2 separate regions of the Dromaius novaehollandiae genome follow, and region 1 is linked to region 2. The links are chromatin contacts, called in public Hi-C maps. All regions are on one chromosome and are shown on one strand. Each heading gives the region's core, a stretch centred on a gene start, on an enhancer-like site or on the middle of the called end of the contact. The rest is flanking DNA. Distances are from core to core; before and after follow the strand shown. Region 1 holds the start of TMEM220 (transmembrane protein 220). Region 2 holds the start of ELAC2 (elaC ribonuclease Z 2).

Region 1 (4,434 bases), core at 943-3,442, 430 kb before region 2:
AGATCTCATAGATTCTCTCTACATGTAGTGACTGTAGCCTGATTTTGCCCTCTTAGCATACATCCTTGGTATTCAACCATAACAGAAAATTATCTAAAAGTCTATATTGCTGTACATGCACTTTGTGTGGCAGTCATAACACTTACGCTAAATAACACCTTTAGCTCTTCAAAGTACTGTACAGAGCTTAACTGCTTTTATATGAGGTAGATAAGCAAAATTCCAGTTTTACAACAAGGAAACAACATGGATTAGACAACCTGCTAATGTCAATGTCAAAGCCAGGGTTAACACATGCTCCCAGGCTTCTGCTCCATTTATTCTTAGAGAACTGTAATTGGAGTGCAATGATAAGACTACCCCAGTGGTATGCCTTCTTCAGGGGTCCTGAGTTACATTTCAATCATGTTCAACCACAAATACTAAAGCAAAGGCCATCTTTTCTAGAAATAGGCTACCAGCAGGTAGTGTTTCCATGCAGCCTGATCTTAATCTATGACTCAATAAAACCAAGCCTTTTGGGGGTGAACTTTGACCAGAAATTCTGTTTTACACATAGTATCATACCTGTTATCGAGGGGTTAAGGCCAACAAACAGCGTAAGGGCAGCGGGCACAAAGTAGACTACCTGTTAAGGAGACATACATCTACTCTGTAGCAAACGCCAGCAACGTAAGGAAGTAGAAGCATTCATCTGCACAGATACTTCTGTTTTTAGACTAGGCTCCCCTTCTTTTCCATAGTAGTTTGTCAGATGCACAGAACAGTTTTAAGTCTTTCTGGCATACCTCTAGACCAATAGTGCTCTTTTATGCGCAACAACCCGGAATGCTTCCCTGCTCACCAAGCAGTATCATTGCACCGTACAGTCTTCGGACAAGCTGAGCCCCAGCCCTTGCGCCTCAGATTCAGGGCAACCTGAGTCCTCAGGGCCTGACCAGCTCTCTGCACAGGTCTCCAGCAGTGCCCCGCATCCCACCTTCCCCTCACTCAGGCTAGTCCCTGTGCTGCATCCTGATCCTCCAGGGAAAGCCCTTAGGAGACTCCTCTGTACCCTGTGCCCATCTGTCTGCGCTGGGTGGCTCTCCTTGGAAAAGCTAACGCTGCAACACAACCAGCTGTGGACGGCTGCGCTCACCTACACAGGGAAAGTGCACGGAGAAGGGGACAACCCCTGACCACGCAGCGGCTCCTGCCGCTTGCAAAGACAACCCTACTTTGTAGCCCCAGCTCCAAACCGTATCGATAGTGAATCAGAGGCACCATGCTGTCCACATGCCTGCAGAGAGAGAGGAGTGGCAGAGTGGAAAGAGAAGAGGGAATTTTCCTTGGGTTTCTTCTGAGCTGCCAGAAAGCCCCTGTTGATTTGAGCGGTCGACACAATGCAGTCAAGCCGGGGATTTAAAGCAACTTCAACAACTCATGTGAAGATGGGAGGTAGCCTGGTCAGGCGGTCTCAGGCTCAGGGAAGGAGGAACAAGACAAGTGGTGCTTGGCACAGAAAACACTGAAGCGGGTGCAAATTTGAGGTGAAACAGAAAATCCTGGAAGTACAGTCAGACCTCAGTCATCACTACAGTAACACCTCAGTGATGGTACGGGGAGAAAAGAGACCATTTCCCAGGGACCTATTTGCTCTTCGGCTAAAAGCAGGGAGCAGGTTTTCGCTACTCCAAGCCCCGTTTCAGAGCACGCTCGGGCAGATGGGAGCACCCTGAGCGGGGCTGAGGCCTCCGGCGGCCTGCCGGGGTGACAGCATCCCACGCCGCGCAGCCCCTGGGCTTCTGCCCTTTTCCCGGAGACCTGCTCAAGGTTCCCAGGAGGAAGACGCGGAGCCATACTCACTATCCACAGTCCGGCGTCAGGGTCGTTCACCTGCAGAGGAAGCAACGCTCAGAGCGTGTTTAACCCTGCTACCGGAGAGGCCCCGCTCCGGCGGCACGTCGCGGGGAGAACAAGAGCCCCTCGGAGCCCGGCGAGCCCCAGCCCGGGCCCCGCGCGCTCCCGCAGGGCCGCCCGCAGCCTCCCCGGCCGCCCCGCCGCCGCCTCACCTGCACGACGGCCGCCAGCCCGAAGAAGGCGGCCATGAGCAGGTTGCAGAGCCGCCACAGCCGCCCCGCGCCGCGGCCGCCCGCCATGGCCGCGCGGGGCCCCGCCGCGCCCCCCCGCCCCGCCGCGCAGCTCAGCACCGCCCCCGCCAGCCGCGGGAGGGGCGGGGCCGAGGGCAGCGCCAGGCGCCGGGGAGGGGGCAGCCGCGGGGGGGGCGCGGCGGGGCGGGAGGGCGAGTGAGGCGCTGCACCACCTCTGCCAGGGCAGGGCTGCGCCCTGAGGCTCGGGCTGCAGCCGGTACCGATTTCTCCTCATTCCCCCGCACACAGAGCCTTTTTTACACCCTCCTCTGAAAGAACAGAAAGAAAGAGAGTTTGAGAATGACATTCCTCAAGGGAGTAAAGCTGTATCATTGTTAGCAGGAAGTTCAGCTTCCCAGTACAATAGCTTATTTTGTAACACGCCATGGGAGGGAGAGGAAAGCAGATGATAGAAGGGTAAGAAGGTCTGTGAAGGCGTTGCCGACACCTGAACGCTTCGCGGAATCGTTGAGGTGGGAAGGGACCTTTGGAATTCATCTGATCGAACCCCCCTGCTCCTGTGTGTCACTTTGTGCCCATTGCCTCTTGTCCTGTCACTGGGCACCACTGAAAACAGTGGCCCCATCTTCCCTACACCTTGCCATCAGATGCTATACACGCTGATATGATCCCCCCAGGCCTTCTCTTCTCCTCATCTCTCAGCCCCTCCTCATACCAGAGGTGCTCTAGTCCCTTAATCATCCTAGCAGCTCTTCACTGGACTCGCTCCTGCAGCTCCATAACTCTCTTGTACAGGTGAGCCCAGAACTGCACAAGCACTCCAGGTGCAGCCTCGCCAGGGCTGAGCAGGGGGAAAGGGACACTGCCCTCCACCTCCTGGCAACACTATTCCCAGTGCAGCCCAGGACACCATTGGCCTCCTTTGCCACAATGGCACACTGCTGGCTCATGGTCAGCCTGTCCACCAGGAATCCCAGGTCCTTCTCTGAAAAGCTCCTTTCCAGACGGTTGGCCTCCGGGATGTAGTGGTGCATGGGATTTTTCCTCCCCAGGTGCAGGAATTTGCACTGTCATAAGGTTCCTGTCTGCCCATTTCTCCAGCCTGTTGAGATCCCTCTCACTGACAGCACAACCCTCCAGTGTATCAGTCACTCCTCCCAGTTTTGTATCACCAGCAAAATTGTGAGGGTACACTCTGTCCCATCACCCAGGTTATCGATGGAGATGTTAAACAGTATTGGACCCAGTATGACTGCTGGGGGTACACCACTAGTTACTGGCCTCCAACTAGACTTCTCACCACAGATCACAACCTTCTGAACCTGGCAGTTTGGCCAGTTTTCAGTCCATCTCATTGTCTGCTCATATAGCCATACTTCCTCACCTTGCCTATGAGGATGTTACATGAGACAGTGTCAAAAGCCTTTACTGAAGTCAACACAGACAACATCCACTGCTCTCCCCTCATCTAACCAGCCAGTCGTTCCATTGTAGAAGGCTATAATGATTCCCCCTTTGTGAACCCGTGCTGACTCTTCCCAATTACCTTCCTGGCCTTCATGTGTCTGGAAATGGTACTCAAGATTAGCTGTTCTGTCACCTTCCCAGAGACTGAGGTGAAGCTCACCAGCCTGGGTCCTCCTCCTTGCCCCTTTTGAAGAATGGAGTGCTTTCTTCCAGTTGTCAGGCACCTCTCCTGATTGCCATGACCCTTCAAAGATGACTGAGAGTGGCTTTGTAATGCCATCAGCCAGCTTGCTCAGCTCTTGTGAGTGACCCCATCAGGGCCAATGGACCTGTGTATGCGTAGTTTGCTTAAGTGATCTCTAATGTGATCCTCTTCCACCAAGGGAAAGCCTTCCTTTCTCCAGACTTTCTCCCTGGTCTCTGGGGCCTGGGATTTCTGAAGGTCAGTCTTACCAGTATAGACTGAGGCAGAGAAGGCATTCAGTACTTCAGCCTTTTCCATGTCCTTTGTCACCAGGGCCCCTGCCTCATTCAGCAGCAGGCCCACATTTCCCCTGCCACTCATGTCCTTGTAGAAGCCTTTCTTGTTGCCTTTCACGTTCCTTGACAGTTTCAACTCCAGATAGTCTTTAGCTCGCCTAACCCCATCTCCACCTACTTGGACAGTCACCCGTCCCTGTGCATCTCTTGCACTCTTCCTTTTTATGTTTGAGCTTAGCCAGGAGCTCCTTGTTCATCCATGCAGGCTGTTATGGAAATTAGGCTTGCCAGCCACCATAACAGGGCCTGACCCTAGGTTCCCGCAGAAAAGTTCAGAGCCAAATCAAAGCAAATTAAATAATTAAATTTTAATGACACGCGTGCAGTAATTACAGCT
Region 2 (4,285 bases), core at 1,057-3,556:
AAGTACTTTAGGGATTAAACTTTGGGATCTCTCTGCTCCTCTGACAAGAAGTCTGTTAGTCTAGGATCACTCTCACCCAAAACAAGAATCAGATCCATAAGTCAAGACATTTCCTGCTGAACCATTCTTTGAAATGCCTCCTAAAAACGTGAGCTGCTCAAATGACATAGCATCTAAAATTGCAAAGGACAGTCCTGTGACTTCATTGATATGAACCACAGATAAGATTCAGAGTTTTTTGTCCACTTTCTATGAAATCCTCATAAGACTGTCAGGATATTGAAGACAGTTTTGTAACTTTACAGAATTCCACTGATTTTAGTGAAGTCACAGCTCCAAATACTGAACTGTGCACATAAAAATGGTGCCACTGAGGTTGGACAAAAGTGCTAGGATTCATTAGACTACAAAACCCACACATCATAATGGAATTATTTCATCAGCTAAAGAAACATTGGCTGGAAATCCCATGCCGGCTGGTCAGAGCCCTAAGAAAGCTTTGCAGTGGTCCGAAAGGTGTAAAAAAATTGCATTAGGCACTAAAGATGTTTTCACAGTTTCTAATTGTTCACCTGAGCAGAAAATCATTGACACAGGAAGGAAATGATACAGCAGTGGGAAGGAATGCACTGATACACCACACACCTTTAGGAAACTTCAGTTGTGTTTGGGAAGCAATTTGAGATCTAAACTGGTATTTCCCTTCCTGTCTGGCTCCAGGGGGCAGAGCCAAGCGCTGTTAGGGAGCTTTAAGCTGAAGGACTGTAATGTGGAAAATGTGCACGAACAAAGAGTTTGCTATTCAAAGGAACACTCCCTCTATTTCATACAGGAGTTGGGGAGGAACCAGGAAAAAAGGCCTTGCTAATCTGAACTATTGTGTGAACATACAGGAGTCAGGAGAGATTGTAAGTGAACTATAGACTGGGACAGACTGAACAAAGGCTTACAGAACATCTGTAAACAGCCATGGCAAGATCTAGAGGTTTGTATTCCTAGACAGGTCCACTCAAACTGTTTGCTTGGATCACTGGAGAAGAAAGGGAAGAACTTTGGCACTAAGAATAAAGGGAGACAGTGTTTGGAGAGCAAAGCACTGGGAAAGATAAGGTTTGCCTTTGGAAGTATGGAAGAAGAGGGTTATTGATGATTAACATTGTTTATGTTGGGGTACTCTGGTTACAGTAAAATTTACTTGTTCTTTTTAAACCAAACAGAAAGCCCAAGAGAAGCCTAAGAAATCGCAGTAGATTTGTAGTTAAAAAATAAACAGATCCAAGGCCTGGATCATCTAGTATTCATAAACAGGTCCTGGACAAGGCACATAATGGAACAGGAATTCGTGAGCAACGGCAAAACTGTGAGAAGGAGGCTAAAGAATCATCGGATAACGCAGGTTGGATGGGACCTTCCAAAGCCCCTAGTCCAACTTTGTGCTCAAAGCAGGGTCAGCTCTGAGGTCACACCAGGCTGCTCAGGACTTTATCCAGTCTGATCTCGGAAACCTCCGAGGAGGGGACTGCACAGCCCTGCAGGGTACCTGCTGCAGTTGGTCACTGCCCTCGTAGGGAAAAAGTTTTCCCTTATGTTCAGCTGCAGCCTCTCTCATTTTAATTTATGTCTGTTGCCCTGTGCTGATATACTGTGAAGAGCTGGGTCTGGCCCCTCCACGACCTCCAAGCAGGCATTGGAGGTCCGGCTCCCAGGCCCTGCGCGTCCCGCCTCGGCCGCCGGGCCAGGAGCTGCCGTGAACGCAGGCTCGGCCCAAGCCCTTCCCGAGGCGGCCCGCAGGCCTCCCCGGCCCGGCCCTGCCCTGCGGGCCCCGCCTCATCCCCACAGCGACCGGCGGGAGTTGCTGAAGGGAGCCCCAGCCTGAGCGAGCCTGGGGACCCCGGCGGGGGAAGCGGCGGGACGGGCGGCCGCGGCGGCAGCACCCCCTCCCCCAGCCGGGGCCCCGCGGGCCCGGAGCGGCCGCGCCAACGGCCGCCGCGGCCCGCGCACGGAGCCAGGAGGCGGCCGCGCAACGCCCCCCCCACTCCCCGTTCCCCGCGGCCGCGCGTTGCTGGGCTCCCGCAGGGGGTCGCCGGGCGCCGCGCCGCAGCGGTCCCGCAGGCTCGATTGGGCAGGGCCTGCCACGTGACGGAAGACGTCACACCGAACGCACAATGCCGGTCATCGGGCCGGGCCCGAGAACGGAGCCGCGGAGGCGGGGCGGCGGGGACGCCGCTCGCTTCTCATTGGCTAGTCCGCATCATATGGCGAGGGGCGCCGGGGGCTGCTGCCCCCCTATTGGCGGCGGGCGGCTCCCGACGGGGCGGGGAGGAGGAGGAGGGGGGGTGGGGTGCGCGCGCGGATGTGGGCCCTGGCGCGGGCGCTGGGTGTCCGCGGCGCGCGGCGGCGGCTGTCGCTGGGCCGCGCCATGGCGGAGGGGCCCTCGGCGGCGGCGCGGCCGGCGCGGCGGCCCAAGGACGTGCCGCGGCACGTGTGGGCCCGCGAGCGGCGGCGGAGCGCGGGCACGGGCCTGGCGGGGCCCAACACCGTCTACGTGCAGGTAGTGGCGGCCGGGAGCCGCGACGCCGGCGCCGCCGTCTACGTCTTCTCCGAGTTCAACCGGTGAGTGGAGGCCCGGGGCCCGCCCCGCCCCGGCCTGGGGCGTCCCGTCCCCGGCTGGGCCCAGGGCGTCGGGGCGTCCCGTCCGGGCCTAGCCTGACCCTCCGTTTCCCTCAGGTACCTCTTCAACTGCGGCGAGGGCATCCAGCGGGCCATGCAGGAGCACAAGTGAGTGCGGGATACCGGGAGCGCCCCCCCCCCCCCCCCGGGTCTCTGGGGCTGTCTCGGTCCCGACTTACTCCCCATCTTTCTCCTCAGGCTGAAGATCTCCCACTTGGACAGCATCTTCCTGAGCCGGGTGGCCTGGGCCAACGTTGGTGGGCTGCCAGGTGAGCGGGGCTGGCTGGCCGGGAGCCCCAGTGCCGGCCTGGCTCCAGGGCCACTTCCACTCGCTAGAGCTTGCTGTGGGCAGCAGTTGTGTCTAGGCCAGCGGTGGTTGCTCTGCCAGATGTCCCGAGGGTGGTACCTGAGGTCTTTTATGTAGAGATGGAGAGAGGAGAAGCGCTGTCAGAGCGGTGTGGTTGCACGTGGGGCTCTGCAGTGCTCTCAGCTGTAGTGTGTTCCCTGCATCCTGCTGACACGTGGGGGAAGAGGCGCTGCCTCACCAGTGCACATGGCTTTATCTTCCCAAAATGTTCTAGGGTAGAAGCATTGCTATTCCTATTTTGCCAGTTTGGAGCTTTTTTGTGAGTCAGAATAATTCAGTGGGAAGGGACTTCCAGAGGTTTCTGGTTGACCGCTGTACTCAAACCAGGATGAGGTTAGATCAGGCAGAAATTCTTTTCCATCTCCTTTCTTGGAGATTTTCGGAGATTGGGTACCTTGTTGTCAGTTTTGACTATGAAGATACATGGAGATAAGTGACTTGTTGAAACTGGCACAAAGCCAAGGTAAATTTGAATTTAGATCTGAGTTCAGGTCTGATCTTCACTGAGAGGCCAGGTGCTCCTTGGCAGCGAGAGGGATCTTTCTTGCATGATCTGCCGAAGGACTGTGGGGCTGTGATAAAGCTGTCTCTCTGCTTTGCTTTGTTTTAGGCATGATTCTCACATTAAAGGCTATGGGGCTTCAAAGATGTGTTTTCTTAGGGCCACCAAAGCTGGTAAGTAGTGGAAGCTTGCAGAAGCAGGAGGGAAGCTTTCAAGCATTAAAGCTTACCTTGCAATTGGGGAACTGGTGTCAAGGCAGTGAATCATCTTACAGGTATAAGGTGCTGGTCTGAGTTAGTGCTGGCCTGTTTGGTTCTGCCTGAAGGACTGACTTTACAGAGCAAGTCTATTCAGTTGCACACAGAGCAGTGTCAGACTTCTGCTCCTTGAAACTGTCTTGTCAGCTAAATTCCTAGTAAATCACATTCTAGAAAGAAGGGGATCGTTTTTTTTATCCTGTCTGCTTTCCCTCTTCACATATTCTTTTACTAGAAACTTGATATCTGATTTTCTGCTCAAGGTAATGCTTGCCACCCTAATGCCATGTCTAAGCAAAGAATTTCCAATCCTCAGAATTGTTTTATTACATTGCGGTATCTGTTGGGTATTTATGCTGAAGCAAGAGGAGGGCTTGCAGGGGGGATTCTTCACCTTTGTTTTTCCATTCCCTTTCTAAATGGGTAACATGTGCTGTAGGTGAGACACCAGCTCAATGTTTTCTGGCTTGCTATGTAGTGTCCAAGTTT

The links. Hi-C and Micro-C count contacts between places; a contact is called where the count stands out from the background.
Region 1: a Hi-C map of brain shows a contact between it and region 2, with 4 times the contacts expected there. The contact joins the promoter of TMEM220 here to the promoter of ELAC2 in region 2. A contact is called at or near these places in 2 of 4 Hi-C or Micro-C datasets (brain and ovary).

What each region holds. Positions count from the first base shown.
Region 1 is chr18:6,472,421-6,476,854 of bDroNov1.hap1, reverse strand. It overlaps TMEM220 (transmembrane protein 220), which reads right to left and starts at 2,192. Exons shown (of 6, transcript XM_026120604.2): 1 at 2,052-2,192; 2 at 1,846-1,875; 3 at 568-628. The coding sequence starts at 2,138.
Region 2 is chr18:6,039,278-6,043,562 of bDroNov1.hap1, reverse strand. It overlaps ELAC2 (elaC ribonuclease Z 2), which reads left to right and starts at 2,306. Exons shown (of 24, transcript XM_026120609.2): 1 at 2,306-2,613; 2 at 2,728-2,778; 3 at 2,869-2,939; 4 at 3,648-3,712. The coding sequence starts at 2,354.